Regions from separate parts of the Mus musculus genome. Here regions 2, 3, 4, 5, 6 and 7 are each linked to region 1. A link is a contact called in public HiChIP or PLAC-seq and promoter capture Hi-C data. All regions are on one chromosome and are shown on one strand. Each heading gives the region's core, a stretch centred on a gene start, on an enhancer-like site or on the middle of the called end of the contact. The rest is flanking DNA. Distances are from core to core; before and after follow the strand shown.

The links. Promoter capture Hi-C pulls out the DNA fragments that hold promoters and counts their contacts. HiChIP or PLAC-seq counts read pairs in DNA pulled down with a chosen protein or histone mark.
Region 2: a contact with region 1 is called in a promoter capture Hi-C map of liver, with 4 times the contacts expected there. The contact joins the promoter of Slfn1 here to the promoter of Ccl1 in region 1. A contact is called at or near these places in 4 of 39 promoter capture datasets (embryonic stem cells, hippocampal neurons, liver and 1 more).
Region 3: a promoter capture Hi-C map of liver shows a contact between it and region 1, with 4 times the contacts expected there. The contact joins the promoter of Slfn2 here to the promoter of Ccl1 in region 1. A contact is called at or near these places in 2 of 39 promoter capture datasets (hippocampal neurons and liver).
Region 4: a promoter capture Hi-C map of liver shows a contact between it and region 1, with 5 times the contacts expected there. The contact joins the promoter of Slfn8 here to the promoter of Ccl1 in region 1. A contact is called at or near these places in 4 of 39 promoter capture datasets (the 3T3-L1 cell line, cranial neural crest and liver).
Region 5: a contact with region 1 is called in a promoter capture Hi-C map of liver, with 4 times the contacts expected there. The contact joins the promoter of Slfn9 here to the promoter of Ccl1 in region 1. A contact is called at or near these places in 3 of 39 promoter capture datasets (the 3T3-L1 cell line and liver) and 1 of 115 datasets of contacts at active chromatin or transcription factors (large pre-B cells).
Region 6: an H3K4me3 HiChIP or PLAC-seq map of craniofacial prominence shows a contact between it and region 1, with 6 times the contacts expected there. The contact joins the promoter of Unc45bos here to the promoter of Ccl1 in region 1. A contact is called at or near these places in 1 of 115 datasets of contacts at active chromatin or transcription factors (craniofacial prominence) and 1 of 9 other capture datasets (adipose tissue).
Region 7: a contact with region 1 is called in an H3K4me3 HiChIP or PLAC-seq map of embryonic forebrain, with 6 times the contacts expected there. The contact joins the promoter of Rffl here to the promoter of Ccl1 in region 1. A contact is called at or near these places in 3 of 39 promoter capture datasets (cranial neural crest, frontonasal cranial neural crest and second pharyngeal arch cranial neural crest), 2 of 15 datasets of contacts at CTCF or cohesin (the NIH/3T3 cell line and pro-B cells), 7 of 484 Hi-C or Micro-C datasets (the HPC-7 cell line, cerebellum, cerebral cortex and 3 more) and 8 of 115 datasets of contacts at active chromatin or transcription factors (bone marrow-derived macrophages, embryonic basal ganglia, embryonic forebrain and 5 more).

The regions. Positions count from the first base shown.
Region 1 is chr11:82,178,115-82,181,509 of GRCm38.p6, reverse strand. Ccl1 (chemokine (C-C motif) ligand 1) reads left to right here and starts at 1,698. Exons shown (of 3, transcript NM_011329.3): 1 at 1,698-1,841; 2 at 3,377-3,395. The coding sequence starts at 1,766.
Region 2 is chr11:83,115,137-83,118,531 of GRCm38.p6, reverse strand. It overlaps Slfn1 (schlafen 1), which reads right to left and starts at 1,712. Exons shown (of 2, transcript NM_011407.2): 1 at 1,470-1,712. Gm51911 (a long non-coding RNA gene) reads left to right here. Exons shown (of 3, transcript XR_003949745.1): 1 at 1-183; 2 at 1,091-1,193; 3 at 1,729-3,395.
Region 3 is chr11:83,063,422-83,066,816 of GRCm38.p6, reverse strand. Slfn2 (schlafen 2) reads right to left here and starts at 1,705. Exons shown (of 2, transcript NM_011408.1): 1 at 1,474-1,705. The coding sequence starts at 1,523. Gm20234 (a long non-coding RNA gene) reads left to right here. Exons shown (of 2, transcript XR_388923.4): 2 at 761-1,076.
Region 4 is chr11:83,018,937-83,022,331 of GRCm38.p6, reverse strand. Slfn8 (schlafen 8) reads left to right here and starts at 1,522. Exons shown (of 6, transcript NM_181545.4): 1 at 1,522-1,755; 2 at 2,304-2,419.
Region 5 is chr11:82,990,329-82,993,723 of GRCm38.p6, reverse strand. Slfn9 (schlafen 9) reads left to right here and starts at 1,894. Exons shown (of 5, transcript NM_172796.2): 1 at 1,894-2,136.
Region 6 is chr11:82,931,604-82,934,998 of GRCm38.p6, reverse strand. It overlaps Unc45bos (unc-45 myosin chaperone B, opposite strand), which reads left to right and starts at 1,616. Exons shown (of 2, transcript NR_167696.1): 1 at 1,616-1,683. Unc45b (unc-45 myosin chaperone B) reads right to left here. Exons shown (of 20, transcript NM_178680.4): 14 at 1,040-1,167; 15 at 188-254.
Region 7 is chr11:82,869,366-82,872,760 of GRCm38.p6, reverse strand. It overlaps Rffl (ring finger and FYVE like domain containing protein), which reads left to right and starts at 1,551. Exons shown (of 7, transcript NM_001007465.3): 1 at 1,551-1,753. It also overlaps a transcript of Rad51d not described here.

The sequences.
Region 1 (3,395 bases), core at 449-2,948:
AAGGACTTCCGATTGCCATCCAGGCACAGGGGCTTAAAGGAGGCTGAGATTTGCCCGCAGGGGTTGGCAAATGACTTTTATTGGAGGAAGGGTGTTTGAAATGAGCAGATTGGGCACAGAGGGAGTTGGCTGGGAAGGTGGTCAGGTCGATGTTACAGTAAGGATGAGATGGTGGATATAGGAGAGCAAAATGGATGACTGAAGCTTGACTATTTGGGAAGAGTTCTAACTATCTAGTAGTTACACTCAGTTGGCAACAAACACTGAAGGTTTTTCAGTTGCACAGGCTAAGGTCAACATAGGTTAGCATAGCCAACCCACTGTGTATAGGCCCCATGATGCCAATGCCAGAAAGCTTAGCTGCTTTTTCTTGAGGGCCTCCTATGAGCTGCTTATCCCAAGTACTGCCCACTGCATATACTGTTTTTATCTGGCTGCACAACCCCATCTGCATCTACATCCCATGCTCTAGCTTTCTCCATGATGCTGAGTGAAGGGTGTTCCTCTGTACTTGGCTTTTCCAGACTCCTTCCCCTGCCTGACGTGCTGTCTTCACAGCAGCCTGCAGGACATGGTACTTATAGAACACTGTCTGGAAAGGGTCCTCTGAAGTCCCTGGGTGTCCCCAACATTCTCCTGTGCCCCCCACATGACAGATCTGTCTTGAATGAGCCGTTGTTGTGTTGGATGGCTCTCCATGGCTTGTCTATAGGTTGAAGCAAGATGGCTCAGGTCAGGCTTTGCCCCCATTGGCAATTGTCCCAAGGGTAACCAAGCAAGGGTCTGGATCAGAGTAAGCTGTGAAAGGGCTGGGGAACAAAGAAATAAAACTAATAGCAAATGTGTTGGCCAAACGTTAGACAGACAGGATCAACCTGTGGTATGTGTGTGTATGTGTGTGTGTGTGTGTGTGTACATGTATGTAGGTGTGCATACATGTGTCTATGTGCATGTGAACGACTTTGCTTTTTGAGATAAGTTCTCTCCCTGGCCTGGAGGTCTCCAACTAGGCTCAGCGGGCAAACCAGGCAGCTCCAGGGATCAGCCGGTCAGCCTCTCCAGCTCTGGGGTTACAAGATCATTCCACTACCCCTGCTCTGTATGCGGGTTCTGGGAATCAAACTCTGGTCCTCACACTTGTGTAGCAGGTACTTTGCTGACTGAGCCATCTCCCCAGCTCTGCATTTCATTCTTACCACCCGGATTTGAGATGTGTTACTAGTTCCATTTTGTAGGGATGTGCAGCTTAGAGAAGTTTGTGCAATGGCTGATTGGCAGAGCCAGAACCCAGACACAAGCTCCATTTGATGCAGATTGTACCTTCTCTGCTCTGTCCTTCTCCAAGGCCTGTAGCTGCTTTGAATGGAATGATGTGGGTTAGACAAGCTGTGTACGGGCCACTTCCTCTCTCTCTCTCACCTTTTTTGACTTTCCACTCAGCCAGGACAGCTCCCACGTATTTTGTCAAGAACGTAAAGATTGGTATCTGCTTCTGCACTTGGGGAAGTTCCCAAGGCCACTAGGCACCCAAACATACCTCGAATACGCCCCCCTCCTCCCAGGAGAGGTGAGAAAAGGAGTTTTCCATGTGGCCATTGGGTATGAGTTCCTTTTCCCTGGGACTCCCACCTCTTCTCCATGGTCTGGGAAAGCACCCCGGGCCTTCTGATAAAAGCTCAGTACAGGGTGAGGCAGGAGAGAGTTCTTGGCTCCACCAGACATTCGGCGGTTGCTCTAGAGAGGCTTGAGACAGAAACTTATCACCATGAAACCCACTGCCATGGCACTGATGTGCCTGCTGCTGGCTGCCGTGTGGATACAGGATGTTGACAGCAAGAGCAGTGAGTAATGGGGTCCTAGTGCTTGGGCCCAGGGAGGGGAGATGTATAGGCAGGCACTCTGGGCTGGGAACAGAGCTTACCTAGACATCATTGGCTTCATTTCTGTCCCTATCTGGAGATGAATGGCGGGCAGTAATGGGATAGGGACGCTGGGCGTGGAGGAAGGTTATGGACTGGGAGCACACATCTACTTCGTGGTGGGGAGCTCAGACCTGAAACCCATTCCTCTGATTCTTTTGCTAATCCTAGAACTAGGTGGCTGCAGAGACAGACCTGGGCCAGCATCCTCTTGATGGGGTTCCAAGACTGGCCCTGTTCTGGGAGGAGCTTCTCCTTCTCCTTCTCCTTCTCCTTCTCCTTCTCCTTCTCCTTCTCCTTCTCCTTCTCCTTCTCCTTCTCCTTCTCCTTCTCCTTCTCCTCCTTTCTCCCTTCTCCTTTCTCTTCCTCCTCATCCTCCTTTCTCCCTTCTCCCTTCTCCCTTCTCCTTTCTCCTTTCTCCTTTCTCCTTTCTCCTCCTCCTCCTCCTCCTCCTCCTCTTCATCCTCCTCCTTCTAGATGAAGTGGCTTTAGTGTGTGGAAGATAATTTTGATCCTCACCCTACAGACAACTGGAAGGGCCTATGGGGTTGTTTAAAACAAATTAGGATCCCTGAAGTCCAGAGGAGGGACTAAGACTGATTTCCAGTGTGACAGATGACAGGCAGGGGCTGAAGGAAGGACCACAGGAGTGAACAGCCAGATAACTATTATATCTCTTAAAGATGTTTTCTGTATGGATAAACTGGAATCCATGTTCTAGATTGTTCGGAAAATACCAACCTGAGGTCAGGGGACCTGCAAGTTTCTGTGAACAGCGAGACAGGAAGGATCCAGGGTTAGAACACAGGGATGTTGAAGGTGGGATGTGGGAGGAGAGCGTACAAATCAGCAGACTGGGGGTTACTGGTCCCTGAAAGAGGGGAGGGCCAAGGATGGGAATGTGGAAGATTGTGTGGGCGAGTGGACCAGCCACTTTTTGGGAATACCCCCTTTTCCTTCTGAGCCCTTGTGGAGTTCCTCACCCAGCCCCATGTCTGTGAACCAAGAACTACAATGTCCTGCATGCGATGGGATAACAGGTCCTCTAGGATGTGAGGCCAGAGCCCCGAGCTTAAGTACTAGCACAGTACACAGAGCCACGCACTTGTGCTGGGAGACTGGGACTGAAGGGGTTTGTATATGTGGTAGGAAGAGTCTCACCGTATGTGCAGGAGTGTGTGCTGAGCCATGGCTCAGGCAGGCTTGTGGTTTCTGTCCCCACCACCTGCTGGTTTGTAGGGTGCTCACATCTGACGCCCCTCCCCAGTCTTATGATTGTTGTCTCCATCCTAGAAATGTGTTGCTGCTGAGACAGAGCTGCACTGCAGCCCTCGGGATGTGGTCTCCATGCTTGAGTCTGTCCTAGGAAGGACTTGGCTGGTTTTGCTTTTTAATTCTGTTGTGGGTGAGAGGCTATGGTTGCTAATGAATGGTCTTTTTTTGTGCTTTTCTTCTAGTGCTTACGGTCTCCAATAG
Region 2 (3,395 bases), core at 463-2,962, 940 kb before region 1:
CTCCAGAGTTGAGACCATTTTTGCTGATGGATTGCCTGGAGACATGTTCACCATCACTGCAAAAGGAAGCAGGGAGCCAAGGAGGTGGTGCAAACCTGTCATCTCAGCTCTTGCAGAGTTGAGTTGGAAAACAACCTGGAAGATATTCTGGGCAAGATCTTTCTGCTACAGTCTCCTTGCTGGGTAGGTATGGAGGTAGGGGGTATAAGTAGGGAGGAGACATGAAAGCCAGACAAAAACAAAACTGAAACTCTAGTAAGTTTACATGAAAAGCACTTTCATTTCTGCCCAGATGGAACGTGCAGCCCCACCCTCTTCTATGCGCTGAAAGCAGTCTCTGCTACTTATTCCCTCCCTGCCCTTCCCATCCAGCGCTACCTTAATCAGGTCCTGTCCCAAGACAGCACCCCTGGTTCACTCCCCAACAACAACAGGATCCACATCTCACATTAATGTGCTGATGGAGGATGCATATTCACTGGCAAATTTGGAACTCAGGAGAACTGCAGTGGAATCATTTATAGAGAGTCTGTGGGATAGCCTGGGACCTGGTCTATCTCAATACAACACCTGTGACTACAAAAAACATTTCTATGATTCAAATGCTCCCTGGGGGCATCTATCCAGAAAATGGTCTTTAACAACTAAGCTGGACTCTGAGGCTCACCAAATTTTAATACCTACACGAAACTCCCTGATATCCCAGAAGCAATGAGTTGGTTTTAAATATTAGTAGTTTCTTTCAAAATTCTTTATAGTGTTCACTGGAGAAAATTCTGAGCACTGAAATAAAAAAAATTGCTGTTTTTATCTTTGGTGGAAAACAGATGACAATCAGGCAGGCAACCCTACTTCTGTAAGCAATGCCAATTGGTAGGAAGGCACGGAATGAGGACACAAGAGTGGGAAAAGCTCTTGAGAAACAGCTGTAGAGCATTTCCAGCTAGGATGCTGCTTTGCCTCTTGCTTGGGAGAGCAATGCTCTTGTTTTCTAGGGAAAAACCTCCAGGGTCTGAGGTTCTTAGATCTACTTAGTTCCAGAGTGGAGTTCTTCATTGTTTAAGGGCAATTTCCCCATACCTTTCCACAGGGTCATGTCTTCAAGAAGATGGAGCACCTTCAGAGGGGCTTGCCTCAGTAACTCCTACTTCATACACCCTCTTGGATTATTTCAGAACCTTCTATCTGGATCTGTAAGTAGCCCAATCTACGCAGACCGAGGGAGGGATTTTTCTCTCATCCCACACTCCCCTAGTATCTAAGTCCTCCTCAGCCAGTGATGGAGGCTATGAAGGTCCCAAGGAGCCAGAGTTCCTAGAGAAGCACCAAAGCAGCCAGGGTTGTCCTTAGAGCTCTGGGTTGTACTGGCAGCCCCACATCATCCCACAGCCCGCAGAATGCATTCTTGGTAGGCACTGGGACAGAGAGGTTGCGACAGAGGCGGCGGCCATGGAGGATGGCTCACTTACCTAAGCTGCTCTACTGAGCACGTTCCCTCAGCTGCTTGAAGTCAACTGCGAGCTAGCTGTGAGCTAGCTGTGCTGTGGACACTTGCGGGCCAGAGGAAGTAAGGCAAAAGCTTGAGACACCCACAGCAGTGGGAGTGGTGGCTGTCTCCAGAAGTCCTTCTCAGCACTTGGATTTGAGGGATGAGCTACAGTGCCTGTGGTTGCTCTCGGCTTTTGTCTTGACCGACCTTAGTGGATTGCACTGTTTCATCCTCTCTAGGTCCCGATTTCAGTTTTGGAGAACCCCGGTTTCATTGGTTGATGTCACTCCAGGAAGTGTGAGACATCTCCTTCAGCTCTTTCATCCCCTCTGTGATTGCCACTCCACCTGTCAGAACTGAAGAACAAGGCTTCTAGACTTTTGAACTTAACCTTTACAGCGTCACTCAAATCCCCAGGGCAAAGCTGCGGCTGCTGCTGTCCTGACCCTCAGAAGAGCAGGTGACACTAGGCACAGCATGAGCACCTGTTGAAGCCTCTCCAGGGAGGAAGATGATTGGAGAGGGAAGCTGAGCCAGGGGAGGCAGAGTAGGATGCTGGCTCACAAGGTGCAAGCTGCATCTCCTAACTCTTTGGGAAGATGGGTTTCTATGGGAGGTTCCAAGGGCAACCCAAGCGGACAAGACTCACCAGCTCTTTCTTTGTGCCCTCTCTTTTGATAATTTTGGTAATATAAGTTTCCCTGGCTCAGTGCATTTTAGATCCAAAAAGCCAGCTATGAGAAGAAAGACAAGGCTGTAGAGTTGAGAGGAGAGAAAATGAAGGGAGTGAGCAGAAAGGACAAGCCTGGGAAAAGTGATAGGAGCGAGGAGGCAAGGGAGCAGCAGAGGTCCCTCAGAAACCCAGCTGTGGGTGCCTCTCCACCATCAGCCTCAGGCAGGTGTGGAGACTGGGGGTGACTCCAGCACCCTTACTCAAGACACCCCAGTTCAAGGGAAATGGATCAGTAACAAGATGCCCTACTTCCTACCCCACCTTAACACCTATAAGTATGAATGTTAATTTGTTGCAGTTGGGTTTGGATCTTTTGTGACATACTGTTGTTAGGACAATGCCACATTCATTCTGTTATCTTCTGGACTTTCCCGCCACTCTTATGTTCCTGAGCTTCTGGGACCTCAGAAGGAAATGGTGCCTAAGACCTCGAACCTAAACTTGATCTGCCAACACAAACTTGTATCCAGTGCCCTTGCACACCTATTGGACATCATTGCAAGTTTTGGACCTTACAACACTTGACTCATCAGAATTTCTCATTTTCTAGAATCCTTGAAGTTTCAGTAGAATCTCAGATGTTGCAAAATATATACTGGTATGAATGCTTTACTTATGTGGTATATGCATACTCATACATGCATAGTGAAATGCCATTCAGATGTAAAGAAAAGTGAAATCATGTCCTTTCCAGGAATGAAAACAGAAGTGAAGAGGAAACACTCACTGTGCTGAAGAAAATGACCTGGAAATGCAAATATGCCTAGCATCTCACCTCTATGGAATTTCACACTGTTGCTTGAAGAAGGTATCTAAAGGGAGGAGGAAAAAGAAATGAGAGAAGCTGGAGTAGCCACAAATGACAAATATTGCATGTTTCTCTAATTTGCAAAATCCAGATCTGTATATACACGTATATTCATGGACACCAGAGGGCGACTGTGGGATGAGTAAGGTAACCATCAGAAGAGAAGAGGAAGAAGAGGGGAGGAAAAAGGGGAGGTGACTGTCAGTACAATGGCATTGTGTGGGAAGCTGTAACCAGTACACTATTTTATGTGTTGGCTAAAAACAATTTAAACACAAGCAAACATGAATATTCCAGATCCTCCAGTTCTGTCTACTCAACAGCAGGAGCTGTGTATCAGATGCCAGAAGGATCACCTCTTCATC
Region 3 (3,395 bases), core at 456-2,955, 890 kb before region 1:
GTTCTTCCCCATTCCCACCCAGGCACGCATACAGAATCCCCTGAGCCAGGCTCTGTTCTCAGCCAGCACCACAGCTCACACCAAAGTACAAAAGAACAGTGGTCACAACATGCCCCAGCCCCGGGAAATTCAGAAATCACAGGTCTCTGTGCAGTCACATTTACAGGAGCTGTGGGGTAGCCTGGGATACAGGCCATTGCACTCGTACATCCGTGACTATGGAAAATTGTCAATTGTTTAAAATGTGCATCTTTTAGGCATGTATCTGAGACTTGTTCCTTCACAAAAAAAAAAAAAAAGGCTGGGTGATCTACAAACCCAGGCATGTAAACTCATTAACCACCCTGCAGTTTTAGGTCTGCTTTACCATTCAGACTCCCATCCGCCGCTCCCACCCCAACCCCCCAACCCCCAACCCCCCCAACCCCCAAAATGCTAGTGTCGACTAGAGAAAGTTCTCAGAGACTTTGGTCTGGAATTTAAAGTGTCTTGTTAGCTGTCCTCAGAGGGAAAGAGCATGGCATCCAGATGCAGGCACTGCAGATTGGCAGGCAAACACAGAGGCAGGAGCAGTAGTAGCTGCCTCTTGGAGGAAAAGAAGAGATGGAGAATTCTTTGCACACCTCTGAAAGTGCTTGGCAGTTGGTGGAAGAGAACATTATAAGCTTTTCAGGGCTCTAGTGCACCTATCTCGTTTCTCATCTTGAATACAGTTCCCCTTCTTCCTGTCGCTCAGACACATTTACTTATCCTCCCACAGGATCCAGTGGGGAACCCTCAAGATGCTCTGATGACCAGCAGGAGCCTGATTTCCTAGGGACTAGAGGCTGCTTATTTCTTCTCCTGCCCCTGCTAACTGTGCCAGGTGCCTGCTGTGTGTGGATAAAAGGGCCCCACACACCACAGATATCTCTCCCCCTTCCTCTCCCCTTCTCCTCCTCTGCTCTCATTTCTCTCAACCTTACCTCCTGTGTGTTTCCATGTCTCTCTCTGCCTGTCTGCCCTTTTCCCTCCTTACTGTTTCAACTCTGAGGCACCTTTCACTCTCCTCTCCCAAATAAACCTCTTACACGAGATCTGTTGCATGACATATTTTCTCAGGGATACACCATGGCACAGACCTGCCAAAAGTACCCAACGCCTGGCTTGCATTTTCATCCTCCCACCGTCTGCCTCAATAGTTCAGGCTCAGGCCAAGCAGAACCTAAGCTCTCTCCCTGGTCCTCCCCTGAACCAAGAAGACACAGGCATTTGCCCTCCCAGACAGCTCACCAGGTGCCTAATCCCTTCACAGCCGGTTTGTTAACACTTTGTTAAAATGGGCTACCAAGGCTCTAAGGAGCCAAGATGCCAGTAGAGACAGAAACTAACCATGGTCCCAGAGCAACTAGACTGTACCCAGGGTTGGAAGTGAGGGACAGAAATGACATTAGGGGTAGGACTTGAGTAGACTATATGTCTGTGGTTACTTACCTCTGAGTTCTGTGGTTGCTTTGCTCAGTTGCCTCAAGTCTAGTACCCATGTCAGCAGTCTTGGTAAAGCAGGCTAGTGTCACCTGAGAAAGACCCTCTGTCTGCAACAAGTCCTGGCCAGCAGATGTCTTCGCCGGTGGGCTTTGGCACTTGGAAGAGTTCTAACTGCAGCCCTGGTTGTGTGTTCACCTCTAAGCCCATGTGAGTTCTTTGTTCCTTGCTGCATTAAAGCATTGCACAGACTGGTGGAAGACTGGAAATCCCAGAACTGTCACCCTCCAGGAAGTGAAAGCCCTGCCTCCACTTTTCTATTGGGCAGACTGTAACACAAGCTCACAGTTGACTAGTCAGATTTCTATCTGCCTCAGGCATTCCCAAGCAGCAAAGTCCATTTGCTCAAAAGAGCAGGTGCCCTTGTTAACGCCTTTAGAGTCCCTCCAGTCCCGGGTTTAAGATGGGCACAGCAGGATCCTCTCTGCCAGCAGATTCCTTCTCTCTATGGGATTCCCAGGGCTACCCTAAAGCAGTACACCTCTTTTGCTACTTTGTTACAGTAACACCTCCCTAACCAGCCTTAAGAAACTGATTGGGGAGGGGGGGTGGGGTGGGAGAGGGGGCTTGAGGGAAGGGAAAGGGAGTTGGGGGTGGATGGGAGAGGGAGTTGGGGGAGGAAGGAAGGACCGGGGCCAGGACCAGGAAAGGGGATAACATTTGAAATGTAAATAAAGAAAATATCCAATAAAATAAATATTAAAAAAGAAAAGATAAGAAAAGAAAAGAAATAGGGCTGGAGAGATGGTTCAGTGGATAAGAGCACTGACTGCCCTTCCAGAGGTCCAGAACTCCACTGTCCCTCCAGCCTAAGGGTCCAGAACAGGGCTCTTTCTTCCCTGTGGGCTGTTTCATTGCCTGTCACCACCAGACCAGCTCTGAGGAAACTGACTCAGAGACCTTTAGAATCTCTTTCTTAATCTCTAATTTAAGAAATAAAGTACAGGAGGTTTCTGGAGTTCTCGTGGGTTGATGGAAACATGCAAAAACGTAAAGGAGAATATTTGCATCAGTAATGAAGAAGACCAAAAATGAAGAAAGACAAAATTTTCCTTCTGTACTTGTCAGGAGGTGAAAGAAGAAGTTGCTAGGGGGAGTCCAATGAGTCACCCTCCTCCAGTATCCCAAGCACAACCTCTTGCTCAGAACTGTACCCTCCCGTTCCTAAGGAATGTCACAAGACTAGCCAGAGACCAGGGCAAGCCAACAACCAGGGCTTTGAGGGACATGAGGAAGAAAAGAACAGGGGTAGGGAAAGTGGGGGAGCCAGGGAGGAGCAGCATCTGGACAGAGGCAGCTGCTGGGTGGAGAAAGTCCAGTGCCCATGCTCTGTGTGCCTGAAGTCTTCTCTTCTTTCTCTCCCCTCTTCACTCTCCTCCCTCCTCCCTCCTCCTCCTCCTCCTCCTCCTCCTCCGAGCTCCTCCTCCGAGCTCCTCCTCCGAGCTCCAGTTCAGTTCCAAAGTCAGTGAGAAGGAATTCAACTCCAAAGGTCTGGGATTAGAACTGCAGCAAACTCTGGGGACTTCTCCATCAAGGACAAAGTGCAGTGCCCAGGCTTAAGGAAGGAGGCAGCCAGGAGAGCATTTATAAGGAGACAGCTCTCCGAGTCCAGCCACCTCGGGGACAAGTTCTCCATCGGCTGGCAGGGTCCAGCTGAGTCTATGTTCCCAGGAACTAGCTCCTTTGTTGCCTTCTCATCTTGAGTTACAGGTCAAATATCCAGGGTAAGGCCTGACCACCAGGGCTTGGAGTCAAAGACCTTCAAGCCAGGTGGCCCAGATAAGGCCTAATCACCAATTTATCACCAATACTTTCTCCTGTCCTATGACTGACAACTGCCCCACCTACCAACCCCCACCCCCACCCCGCCC
Region 4 (3,395 bases), core at 273-2,772, 840 kb before region 1:
TTGCCCATAGTCTGCAGCCTAGAGCTGGGGCTCCTCTGTTTCCCTATTCATTTGGCCTGTTTGCACAGCCTGAGCACCCACACGTGGCACTTGTGGCACTGGCCTGAAGCTGCCCTAACACACTTGCTTTCTGACCTCCCCTCGCCCCTGGCCCCACCACGCCCTCAAGCCACTGCTGTCAGCCCTCTGATTTCTTTCCATTCTGGTCCACATCAACTCGAAGCCATGTGTACACTAGACAAAACTCTGTCATTTGTCTCTTTGGGTGTGTATCTCTTCATGTGTTTTTATCTACTGATACAACCTGTCAAAGTCACTTAACAAGATAAGGTTTTTGTTCTATCCTGCCTTAGTAAATAATGATTTGTAAACAATATGAGGTTAAAGATCACTGTCTTTTATAAATATATGTTTACCCTTATTTCTTAACTGCCATTAAGTTATAGTGTACCCTATTTGCTAGTACATTCTCAAACAAGTAATTAAGCAATCACAGGTCGTCTAACTCAGATATGCTCAATAGAGACTACTGTCAAACTTGTCAGAAATCTGCTAAATGTATTAATTTTTAAGCTCATGACAGACAGAGACTCCCAAAGCCTGAGAGTTATCTTTTATGTTCTCCAAGGAAAAAAGGACACAAGAGTCTACTAGTCTTGGCTGCTGCTACGGCTTGGTTTACACTGTGGACAAACAGGATACCCTGAGAGTCAAATGCCTCATATTGCCTAAGCCAAGGTGGGTCATTTCTCATTTCACACATATCTAACTCCACAGAAAAAAAGGTTTTTGTCTTTTGGCCTTGAAATCTAGACTGACTCTGCCCAAGATGCCATGGAGACCTCAAGTACCTGGGAGCTGTTTATGTAGTGAACCGTACATGAAACTCTGTCATTTTAATTAATACATGACTCCTAGATTATACTTTATTTTCAGATTTCTGACTCCATTGATAGCTAAGGTAACTGTAGCTTGACAGCTAGAAAACAGACGTAGCTCCTTACCCTAAGGGAATCCACCACTGTGTGTGCTCATTAGTACATTATTTAACTAGGTAAGACTGCCAGACTTCTTACAGACTTCACGATAAAGGATCATAAGTTCAGATGTAAGCTTTCACAGATATAACCTGCTCCTTTCTTACCTAAGCTCAGTTTCCAGTGAGTGAACGCTTCGTGTTTCCTCTTCTAGCTATGCCACCGTTCTAACACTGTTCGGTAGAGTTCTTATACATTTGCTTAACCCTAAAAAAATCCCACTATATGAAATATTATGTTTTCTTTGATTGTCCTTTCCACAGCAGGGAACCCCTTCAGGCTGAGAAGGCTATAAGTCCTTGCTACAGTGAGGAGGCCCACGAATAGCTAAGAATGGGGGCTTAGCTGGAAACACAGCAAGACAGTCAGATCCTTCAAAACCAGAAGTGAGCTCAATCTGGCAGCATGCCTGCAGCTGGCCAGAAAATTTGAGCAGTTTCGTTTTCCCCAAAAGCAAGTAACGCAACCACAAGAAGAACTGAGCCAGTTCGCTGTTACCACTGCTAGCCAAACTCACAGTAGAACCAGGGCTGCTTTTCTGGACTTCACAGGCAGGTGACTAGTCCACAAGTGGAACACTACCCGGCCACAGACCAGAAGGATCTTGTCAGGAGGCTGGCTTCTGGAAAGAAAGGGAGACTTACATTCCTGTCTGTTTCCAAATTCTGCTTTCCAAGGTGGCCAGGGAACAGGGATCAAGAGAACTCCACTGGAAGTGGTGAGTGAGGGTCCAGGTGTGACCTTCAAGGGAGCCAGGGAAAGATGGGAGGCCCGGCTCCAGAGGGAAGGGGCTGGAGAAGAGCTCCAGAGGGAAGGGGCTGGAGAAGAGCTTATCTCCTTTTGAAAAAATTTTATCCTGTCTTGTGTAATTTGTATGAAAAGATCCCATAAACAGATTGATTAGTCGGTATATAGATGCAGACAGATAGGTCCATGAGGGAACACTAGCATTTAGGACGAGCAAGGAGGAAAGAGGAAGTGGGGAGAAAGCAGAGACCAAAAGAAACTAAAAACACCAAGAACAATCCGAACGCCCAATATAGCTCAGGTTCACAATTATTGAAGTTTAGTTTCTGAGTTTCAAGCTTTCCAGTATTTAGAAGGCTTCCTATTGGTCTCTGCCCACGGGCGGGAGAGGGTGGGTGGAGAGTCAGGCAGTGAAAAGGAAAGGCTGGAATTCCGCGCCACCTCCGCGCGCTCTGCGCTCTGGGATCCGGAGCAACCAGGACCTGGTGAGACCCTCAGCTCCCCTCCACCTTCCCTGAGGTCCAGCACACCAGAACTGGGACCTGAGCAGCCCAGAAGCCAGGGTGGCACCACTGTGTCTCTCCTGTCTGAAGACCCGGATATTTTCTCAGACTTGGCGACGCGTTCCTTTAAAAGTAGGTGCTGAGGACTGGAGGGGCCTGGGAGTGAAAGGGGATGATTCCAGTGGGTGAGAGACTGACCAGCCCAGCACAGGAGAAGGGGGACCCAGATGGGTGAAGGGATGGGGGAGGGAGGCTGTCTCTGTCACTCTGGCTTGCTCTGGCTGGCAATCTCAACAGGCAGTCTCTGAGCTGGTAGAGCCTGTTACTCTTAGTAGGTGCAAGTTAGAGTACAAGCTTTAGGCCCAAGGTTCAGCTTTGAAATGACAATGTTGAAAGGGATTCTGCAGATGCCACTGAGCGACCCCTCTCTCTAAGATACTGTCTTTAACTGAGCAATGAGCCAAGAGGCAGAAATAGAATAGCTACTATCTCACCCAGGGTTTATAATCCAGAAGCTATGGAAAAGAGCCTAAGACCCTGGGATTTCAGTTTCTCAAATAGCACACCTTCTAAAGCCTGTTTCCTTTCTGTCCCAGTTCTGCCTAAGATGGCCAGTCCCAATTTGTTTTGCCCAGTGTACTGCCCCAGCCCTTCTAGTGTCTTGTGTGTTCCACTCTTACTTTCTACACACAGTCATCAGAGGCCTAATCTTTCACCGACTGTTTATATGATTGTATAAGGGAGACAAGATCACCTTTCTGCAGGTCTCAGGGAATGGTGCCATTACTATAGACCAGCTGTCCCACAAGCCCCTACAATCCTTCAACATTGGCAAACATCCTCTAGTCTGGCCTTATTCTGGGTCACATGACACTTTTAGGATTTTACTCCCTTAAAAAACCTCAATTATATACATCTGGAGAGATGGCTCAGCAGTTAAGATCACTTCTTGTTCCTGCAGAAGACCCAGGTTCAATTCATAGCACCCACACAGCAATGAGCAATTCTCATAATTTTGGTCCCAGGGAATTTGAAGCCCTTTTCTGACCAGGCACCAGGCAGGAGATGTACAGACATACAGACATCTGTAACCTAACCTCTACCAGGC
Region 5 (3,395 bases), core at 645-3,144, 810 kb before region 1:
ATATGCAGGTAGGCATTCTCTGTTATAACCTCTTATTCAGTTTATGATCTGACTTATGTGCAGACCTGCAGAGAGTATTTTCACCAAGTGAACACTTGCTCTGAGAGTCTTCCAAGTACTGAGAACAAAAGGCAGAGATAAGTGCCCCACCCCCTTTCTCCCTGAGACTTCAATTTAGGGAAGAACAACTCCCTGCAGAGACTTTACCTAGCCTCCCTCTGTGTCAGGAGGTGGTGGAGAACAATGATTAGAAAATACTAAGACAGGATAATCTTCTAAATAATGACAATACCAAAGTTTTGCTGTAATCAGATCTCTGTCAGGATGGAAATTAGCATTTGCTTAACACAAGGATAGTCTCTATATGTGGTACACAAAAACTTCACTCCAACACAGGAGGTGTCTTAGTCAGGGTTTCTATTCCTGCATCATGACCAAGAAGCAAGTTGGGGAGGAAAGGGTTTATTCGGCTTACACTTCCATACTGCTGTTCCTCACCAAAGGAAGTCAGGACTGGAACTCAAGCAAGTCAGAAAGCAGGAGCTGATGCAGAGGCCATGGAGGGATGTTCTTTACTGGCTGGCTTTTCCTGGCTTGCTCAGCCTGCTCTCTTATAGAACCTAAGACTGCCAGCCCAGAGATGGTCCCACCCACAAGGGGCCTTTCCCCCTTGATCACTAATTGAGGAAATGCCTTACAGTTGGATCTCATGGAGGCATTTCCTCAACTGAAGTTCCTTTCTCTGTGATAACTCTAGCTGTGTCAAGTTGACACAAAACTAGCCAGTACAGGAGGGTACATGCATCTGAGAGCAAGTGTTCAACATGGCCAATGACATTGACTCCCTGGAACTGGAGTTACGGGGTCCCTGAGCCAAAGGTGGGTGTTGGGACTCAAACCCAGGTCAACCACAAGAGTGTGCTCAGAGTCTCTGAGCCATCTTCCCAGCCCCCGTAATTATCACAGTTTTGTATTTCTACATTTTATAAGCACCATAATATAGTTGTATCTTTATCTTTTCAGTAATTTTTGAACACTGAAAAAGATAAATTACCTTTTAATATTCACTTAATTACTCCTGTAGTACTGGTTTTATTCATGTGACTCTAAGTGTTACTCTGGTACAAATTTCCATCAGCCTTTAACATTTTTTGTGACAAAGGTCTCCTGGTGACCAAGCCCTTGCTGAATTGTTTTGTTTCACCAGAAAAGGACATCATTAGTTTCTATCCACTAGGTGAAGTGGTGTGTGTGTGTGTGTGTGTGTGTGTGTGTGTGTGTGTGTGTGTGTGTGTTGAATTCTAGGTTGACAGTGTGTATTGAATTCTAGGATGACAGTCTTTTTCATTCAACACTGTACAATCTGGAAAATTAGAATTTTAAAGAAAAAGGACTATGGTGGTAAGAAAATATACTGAAAGGGGAAGTTTGGAACCATGGAAAAACAGGTTTTTAACTAGAATACACATCCTGATGCAGTTAACGGTGTTAACCATGTGTAACAAGTGTACATGCAGTAGGAACACAGAACAGATGAAGATCTGCAAGTACCAGGGGTTAACAGTGGTTAGTTCTCAACTCTGAGCTCAGGAGGTGAGATCCTCACAAAAGCTTCACTCTCACTCTGCTTCCCCCAGACCAGCATGAATCTGAGCTCCTTCAACAGCCCTTCCACAGCAGGGAACCCCCTCAGGCTGAGAAGGCTGTAAGTTCTTGCTATAGGGAGGAAGCCGCCCACAGCCAAGGATGGGGGCTTATCTGGAAAAAGGGCAGCAAGACAGATTCATCAAAACCAGCAGTGAGCTCAGTCTGGCAGCATGCCTGCAGCCGGCCAGAAAATCCGAGCAGTTTCGTTTTCCCAAAAACAAGTAACCCAACCACTAGAAGAATTGAGCCAATTCGCTGTGACCACTGCTAGCCAAACCCATGCTAGACCCGGGGCTGCTCCTCTGAACCTCACAGACAGGCGACCAGTCCACAAATGAAACACCACCTGGCCACAGACCAGAAGATTCTGGGCCGGAGGCTGAGTTCGGGAAGGAAAGGGAGACTTACATTCCTGCCTGTTTCTAAATTCTGCTTTCCCAGCCGGCCAGGGAACAGCGATCAAAAGTCTTTTCTCACAAAATGAAAGTGGTGAGTGAGAGCCACAGAGCTGCGACCTTCAAGGGAGCCAGGGACAGAAGGGTGGCCCGGTGCCAGAGGAAAGGGCCTGGAGAAGAGCTTATCTCCTTTCGAACAAGTTTTATGCTGTCTTGTGTAATTCGTATGAATAGATTCCATAAATTAGTTGGTAAATAGGTACACTTGGGCCGGTGACAGAACACTGGGATATAGGAAGAGCTAGGAGGAAGGAGGAAGAAAGAAGTGGGGAGAAAGCAGATACCAAAAGAAACTAAAAACACCAAGAACAATCCGAACGCCCAATATGGCTAAGGTTCAGAATTATTAAAGTTTAGTTTATTAAGCACATATGAGTTTCAAGCTTCCCGGTATTTAGAAGGCTTCCTATTGGTCTCTGCCCGCGGGCGGGAGAGGGTGGGTGGAGAGTCAGGCAGTGAAAAGGAAAGGCGGGAATTCCACGCCACCTCCGCGCGCTCTGCGCTCTGGGATCCGGAGCGACCAGGACCTGGTGAGACCCTCAGCTCCCCTCCACCTTCCCCGAGGTCCAGCACACCAGAACTGGAACCTGAGCAGCCCAGAAGCCAGGGTGGCACCACTGTGTCTCTCCTGTCTGAAGACCCGGATATTTTCTCAGACTTGGCGACACGTTCCTTTAAAAGTAGGTGCTGAGGACTGGAGGGGCCTGGGAGTGAAAGGGGATGATTCCAGTGGGTGAGAGACTGACCAGCCCAGCACAGGAGAAGGGGGACCCAGATGGGTGAAGGGATGGGGGAGGGAGGCTGTCTCTGTCACTCTAGCTTGCTCTGGCTGGCAATCTCAACAGGAAGTCTCTGAGCTGGTAGAGCCTGTTACTCTTAGTAGGTGCAAGTTAGAGTACAAGCTTTAGGCCCCAAGGTACAGCTTGAAATGACAATGTTGAAAGGGATTCTGTAGATGCCACTGAGCGACCCCTCTCTCTCTAAGATACTGTCTTTAACTGAGCAAGGAGCCAAGAGGCAGAAATATAATTGCTACTATCTAACCCAGGGTTTATAATCCAGAAGCTATGGAAAAGAGCCTAAAATCCGGGGATTTCAGTTTCCCAACTAGCACACCTTCTAAAGCCTGTTTCCTTTCTGTCCTGATTCCGCCTAAGATGGCCAGTCCCAATTTGTTTTGCCCAGTATACTGCCCCAGCCCTTCTAGTGCCTTGTGTGTTCCACTCTTACTTTCTACACACAGTCATCAGAGGCCTAATCTTCCACCGACTGTTTATATGGTTGTGTAAGGGA
Region 6 (3,395 bases), core at 367-2,866, 750 kb before region 1:
TGTGAAACACATGACTTTGGAGTAGGGCAAGAGGGACTCACATATGTGCATGTGCATGTAGCATTAGTAGGCACATGAACACACACACACACACACACACACACACACACACACACACACACACACGCATGCTTCTTTCCAGTAGATCACCTTCTAAGACAGCAAGGACCTCATCTAGCCTAGTTACCTTGCCACCACCTTGAGCTACAATGGTGCCCCGGTCCTTTGGATTGTCACAGAGTGCCAGGAATACCCTGCAGAGACAATGATAAGAGAGAATGAATATTCACAATTCCTGTATCACACTTCCAGGAACCACACACAAGCCAGTCAGAGCCAGGAAACCCCAGAACAACAGAAGAAGCCTTGAAAGGCAGACTGCATGCCCTTACCTGGAATGGACCACCTTTAAAGGAGACTGTTGTGGCAATAAGTGGGGGCAAGGAATAAGACCAAGCAAGACCTCAAATATCCATCTCATTTCTATTTCTGGAATCAGCCAACAGCTTCCTGCTACCCCCAATCCAGGAGAAACTCTCCATGCCTACCCCCATTCCTGGGTAGACAGGGTCTATCCTGTTCCTGGCCCTGGTCCCACCTAATCCCACCACCACTCATAACACTAAGACATACCGCAGGAAAAAAACAAATTATACTCTTTATCTCTCCATCCTTGATGCCTTTTCCTTCCCTTCTCTTCTTTTGTGACCCTATTGAGTTATCACCTCTACCGGGAGGCCTTTCTGGACGCCCACCCACTTACCTTCTTACCTTCTAGTCTGGGTGGTTGGGACCTACTGCCTGGACTCCAACCACTGTGCTTCCCTGTCATGGCATTTACACTGTGATGTAACCTGCCTGCCTCCCCCTAGGTTACCCTTCATCTTTAAGAAAAAAGTAACTAAAAGGACCTCCCAGATGCAAGTTTTCAACTGTGGTGACCTGCCTTCTCTTTGTTCTCCATCCCTGGCTTAGTCTCTACCATTCACCTCCACCCAGGCTTCTGCCTCCCAATCTCCCCAGCCCACCCTGATTGCACCTGGCCAGCAGCTCCTTGGTCTGGTCTGTGAGGATGGCACTGTCTGCCTTCACCATGCAGGCCAGTGCAGATATGACACCTGCCTTCAGAAGACGTTTCACCCGCAAGTCAACGAAGTCCTTCTTGTCCTGGAGGGAACAAATGGATGGACATGGGGAAGGGACCAGTTGTCAGCCCCAGGTTGAGTCATTATGACAGATGCTCAGAGTGGGCAGTGGACAGGACCAAGGGCATGGTGCATACTCTCTGGAAATGTGCTTAAACCTCACACCTAGCCATGGGGCATGTATGTATGCTACATCCCTACCTGGATGAAGCACAGGGATGCAACTCAGTGGTAGAGCACCCGCCTAGCATGCCCAGGACATCACAAAGAAATGAAACCCATTAAGAGAATGAGTTGGCGACAAGAGCAAGTTCCCAATGTCTGGCACAAAGTAACACTCAGATTCTGATTGTTACAATAGAAGGGAGGAAAAAAGGAAAAAAAAAAAAAGACTTTCCGTGAGTTACATAAGAAACTACCAGCATGGCCCAGAGCTAGACCAAGCCTGAGGGGGGGGGGGGGGGGATTCCGGAGCGAGCAGGAGTCCAAAGCCAGCGAGCAGGGGCACGGAGCGAGCCCAGGTCCGGAGCGACCGCAGGTAGGAAGCGAGCCGGGGTCACGAGCGAGCGGGGGTCCGGAGCGAGCGTGGACACGGAGCGAGCGTGGACACGGAGCGAGCAGGGACCCGGAGCGATCGGGAGTCCGAAGCAAGTGGGGGTCCGGAGCGAGCGGGGATTCGGAGCGAGCGGGGGTCCGAAGCAAGTGGGGGTCCGGAGCGAGCGGGGATTCGGAGCGAGCGGGGGTCCGGAGCGAGCGGGGGTCCGGAGCGAGCGGGGGTCCGGAGCGAGCGGGGGTCCGGAGCGAGCGGGAGTCCGGAGCGAGCGGGAGTCCGGAGCGAGCGGGGGTCCGGAGCGAGTGGGGGTCAGGAGCGAGCGGGGGTCCGGAGCGAGTGGGGGTCAGGAGCGAGCAGGGAACGGGAGCGAGCGGGGGTCCAGAGCGAGCGGGGGTCCGGAGCGAGCAGGGATCCGGAGCGAGCGGGGATCTGGAGCGAGCGGGGACCCGAAGCGAGCGGGGGTCAGGAGCGAGCGGGAGTCCGGAGCGAGCGGGAGTCCGTAGCGAGCGGGAGTCCGGAGCGAGCGGGGGTCCGGAGCGAGCGGGGGTCCAGAGTGAGTGGGGGTCAGGAGCGAGCGGGGAACGGGAGCGAGCGGGGGTCCAGAGCGAGCGGGTGTCCGGAGCGAGCAGGGATCTGGAGCAAGCGGGGATCCGGAGCGAGCGGGGACCCGAAGCGAGCGGGGGTCAGGAGCGAGCGGGAGTCCGGAGCGAGCGGGGGTCCGGAGCGAGTGGGGGTCCGGAGCGAGCGGGGAACGGGAGCGAGCGGGGGTCCAGAGCGAGCGGGGGTCCGGAGTGAGCAGGGATCCGGAGCGAGCGGGGGTCCGGAGCGAGCGGGAGTCCGGAGCGAGCGGGAGTCCGGAGCGAGCGGGAGTCCGGAGCGAGTGGGGGTCCGGAGCGAGCGGGGAACGGGAGCGAGCGGGGGTCCAGAGCGAGCGGGTGTCCGGAGCGAGCAGGGATCCGGAGCGAGCGGGGATCCGGAGCGAGCGGGGACCCGAAGCGAGCGGGGGTCAGGAGCGAGCGGGAGTCCGGAGCGAGCGGGAGTCCGGAGCGAGCGGGAGTCCGGAGCGAGTGGGGGTCAGGAGCGAGCGGGGAACGGGAGCGAGCGGGGAACGGGAGCGAGCGGGTGTCCGGAGCGAGCAGGGATCCGGAGCGAGCGGGGATCCGGAGCGAGCGGGGACCCGAAGCGAGCGGGGGTCAGGAGCGAGCGGGAGTCCGGAGCGAGCGGGGGTCCGGAGCGAGTGGGGGTCCGGAGCGAGCGGGGGTCCGGAGGGAGCGTGGACACGGAGCGAGCGGGGATCCGGAGCGAGCGGGGACCCGAAGCGAGCGGGGGTCAGGAGCGAGCGGGAGTCCGTAGCGAGCGGGGGTCAGGAGCGAGCGGAGGTCCGGAGCGAGTGGGGGTCCGGAGCGAGCGGGGGTCCGGAGCGAGCGGGGGTCCGGAGCGAGCAGGGACCCGGAGCGATCGGGAGTCCGGAGCGAGTGGGGGTTCGGAGCGATCGTGGATTCGGAGCGAGCGGGGATCCGGAGGGAGCGGGGACCCGAAGCGAGCGGGGGTCCGTAGCGAGCGGGAGTCCGGAGCGAGCGGGGGTCCGGAGCGAGCGGGGGTCCGGAGCGAGTGGGGGTCAGGAGCGAGCGGGGGTCTGGAGCGAGCGGGGGTCAGGAGCGAGCGGCGGTCCGGAGCGACCGGGGGTCCGGAGCGAG
Region 7 (3,395 bases), core at 302-2,801, 690 kb before region 1:
GAATTCAGGCCCTGATTATCGTCCGACTGGGGGTGGGGTGGGGTGGGGTGGGGGGTAAGTGCACTTCCTTTTCAGAACTGGGCACTCTGGTTGTGAGTTAACAACAACAACAACAAAAATCGCAGGTCTGGATCTCCTTTCACTTCTGTTTTGGACCTATTACATGTCTGTGGCTATCATTCATATCCAGAGATGGACAGTGTGGTGAAGAACCTGTGTCTCCAGCACGGCGCTCAGACCCATTTCAGAAATATCAGAGGATGGACAATGTTGGTGCGTCAAAGGAACGGAAACCAGAAAGGGAAGGGAGAAAATGATATACACCTTTGTGGAGGAAAAAGTCCGGAGAGAAGCGGAGCTCATAGGGAACTGCAGCAAAGCGAAGCTGCAGAAATAAGCAGGCAGGAGAAAGGGGCAAGGGGCGAACATCCAACTCAGGTGCCAGGGGTCCTTAGAAGGCGGGGCTCCCTGTACACTCCAGGTTGGAGAAAGAAAGAGTTTTGCATCTGAGTTCTGCTTTTCTCTGTGTGGAAGCTCGAAAATTACTTAAAATGTAGATCCTTGTTGATAACAAGCATATAACAGTACAGAGCGTGCTGGGGTGTTCTGAGAACTGGAAATAGCAAAGGGCTTATAAAGTGAGTCTGGTACGGATGCACATATTTTAGCTCTGGTTCCCTTCTGATAGTCTTTATTTTAAAATACAAGGGGTAGCACTGTGGTAGAGCACTTGTCTAGTATGTACAAAAATCCCAAGCACCAAAATATTGAATAAATCAAAATACAAATTGCTCAGGAAAACTCTGAGAGGTCTTTGATGGGAACCTGAAGCATAAGAAAATGATGTCACTAGACACCAGCCAGAAGAATTAGCATTTATATGACTTCCGTGACTAGGCATCTTCTTAGATCACTGGCTAATGATCCCCTATGCTACCCTGGTGTTTTATGCTTTACTAAGGCCTTTGTGCATTATCTCATTTAATGTGCGGGCCCAACCGGCCTTTCTGGGATGGGGAAGATATTGGAAAGGTTAAGTGCCTGCCAAAAGGTGCACGGGTGATGAACGATGGCTGGGTGGTTTCTTAGCAGTCGTTTTTATTGTACTGCAACCTTTCTCAGCTGTGTCCCCACCTTCCTAACATGAAAGTAGCTTATCCAAGGAGGAAAAGACAGGTTATGATGCCCCACTGAATTGGCTTTTAATATCGCCAAGAAACTTAATAAATTAGATGAGTCTGGGGTTCTGGAAATCTGTCGGGTACGATGAAACATGAAATCAAGGGTTCAATATTCAAACTTTACTATAAAGCTAGTTAGTGATCTTAAGGGACTTGCTCAAGATCACCACATAAGGGATTGGTTGGCTCGGCCTAGACTGGGGACTCCACACCTAGCCGGGCTCCGACAGAGGGCGCTCGCGGAGGCTTGCACTCTAGACCGCCGCGCGCCCGATTCCTCTCTATGGTGGCGGGGGCGTGCGCTCCCGCGGGGGTGGGGTGGAGGGCGGGGCCGCAAGCCGGGAGGGCGGGGCCGCACGCTGGACGGGCGGGGCCCACGCCGAGCCGCGGGGGACTGGGTTAGTGGGGGTGGACTTCCTGGGGCCGCCCGTGAGGATGTGGTTCGGGCACCCGGGCGCCCCTCAGGCGTGGAGTTGCGGCGGCCGCAGACCCCGCAGCCCCGCTGCCTGAGTGGCCGCGGTCGGGATCTGGCCTCTGCCGTCCCAGGTGTGGCCCGGCAGCGTCCGCGGCAGGTGAGGAGGCGGTGGCTGTGGCTGTGGCGGGTTGGGCTGGAGGATCCGGTGCTTCAGGCTGTGCTCCGGGGGGTGTGAGGATCCAGCTGCGCTCCGGGAGTGGGGCAGCCCTTTCCAGGAACTCCCCACCGCCAGGTCACCCCACACCTGTCCCATGAAAGTGCCGCAAAGCATTTCGTCTGTGTGCGCCGTAACCCGGGACGTGTGTCCTCAACTTGTACCCAAGTGTCGTAAGAACCCGGTAGGTCCTGGGGAAGGATGCATTTCTGTAGGACAGAAAACCGTCTACAGAGGCAGAGCTTTGGCGGCACTGGCTCTCTACCAGGAGGACCCTGGAGATTCGGAGTTTGGAGGTTAGATGGGAAGTTTGGGATGCTGCTCTCCCCTCCTCCCTCCTCCCTGCCAGAGTCTGCTGTCTGCCTCTTGGGAGTCGACCTCTGTCCCCGACGTGTGTTAGGTCGCCACTGTGTGGTCCTGGCCGAGACTCAGAGGGAAGTAGGGCCCCTCTCCAGCTGGCTGCCCAGGAGACATTTGACCGGGCATGGGGAAGTCTGGGTAGATCAGGGGAGTCCACAGCCTTTCCTGGCGTCTGTTTGAGCTCCGATTTAAGACCGGTAGAAAAAAACAACAGCAGCGTACTTCTTCCTTTTTTCTTTTTTTTTTTAAAGCTGTCATGGGGGTGGGGGGGTGCTGTTGTGTAATCGAGGAAGATTTCCACATTCCTCTCAGTCCACCACGGGGAAGATTATTCTTAGCTCGGAAATGGGGTTTTACCCACAACTCACACTCTGTGCCCTGGTTAAAGGCTAGAGTGACGCATGAACAAACACCCCAGGATGCGTGTGGCCTTCCAAGAAAATAGTAACCTCCTTATGTATGTTTTGGCTGGTGGCTTGGAGAACCGAGAGACTTCCTGTCGCCACTTTTGAGAGCTGCATGGTGGTTCTTGCCTTGACAGTTCAGTATACTGAAATGTGGGCAAGGCTGTTCGAATACTGTGGCATTTTTCTAGGAATGGAAGGGGACTATGTCCTGGGCAGTTTGTAGAGTTCTAAGACCAAAACTGGCCGTATATTTCCTTTGTGGCAGCTTCCTTATCCTTCCCTCCTCTCCCCCCCCCCCCCATTCTTTCTAATGTTAGCAACTGTTTGTAAAATTTCATATTTGCTAATTCTGGACTCCAGAGTACAGTTAAAAAGTTGTGGTTTATTGGAGGACAGTAGCAGATTGATGTGTCAGGGCTAATTAATAACTTGATGGTGTTCAAAGATGTCCATGTAACAGAGGATACACACTCACCTTAATGTTTAATCACAGAGCCCAGTACATTAAAACTTCTTAGGCCGGGCAGTGGTGGCGCACGTCTTTAATCCCAGCACTTGGGAGGCAGAGGCAGGCGGATTTCTGATTTTGAGGCCAGCCTGGTCTACAGAGTGAGTTCCAGGACAGCCAGGGCTATAGAGAAACCCTGTCTTGGAAAATCCAACCAAAAAACAAAAAAGTTCTTATATTGATTAGCTGTGATCCTGACTCTTTACACTGGGATCCAGGGTTGTAAATCCATCAAATTGACCAATTTAACCAAGTGCTAAAATAAAAACAAAAAAAGAGAAAGCTGTTCTCAGAAAGCTTAAGTTCTTTC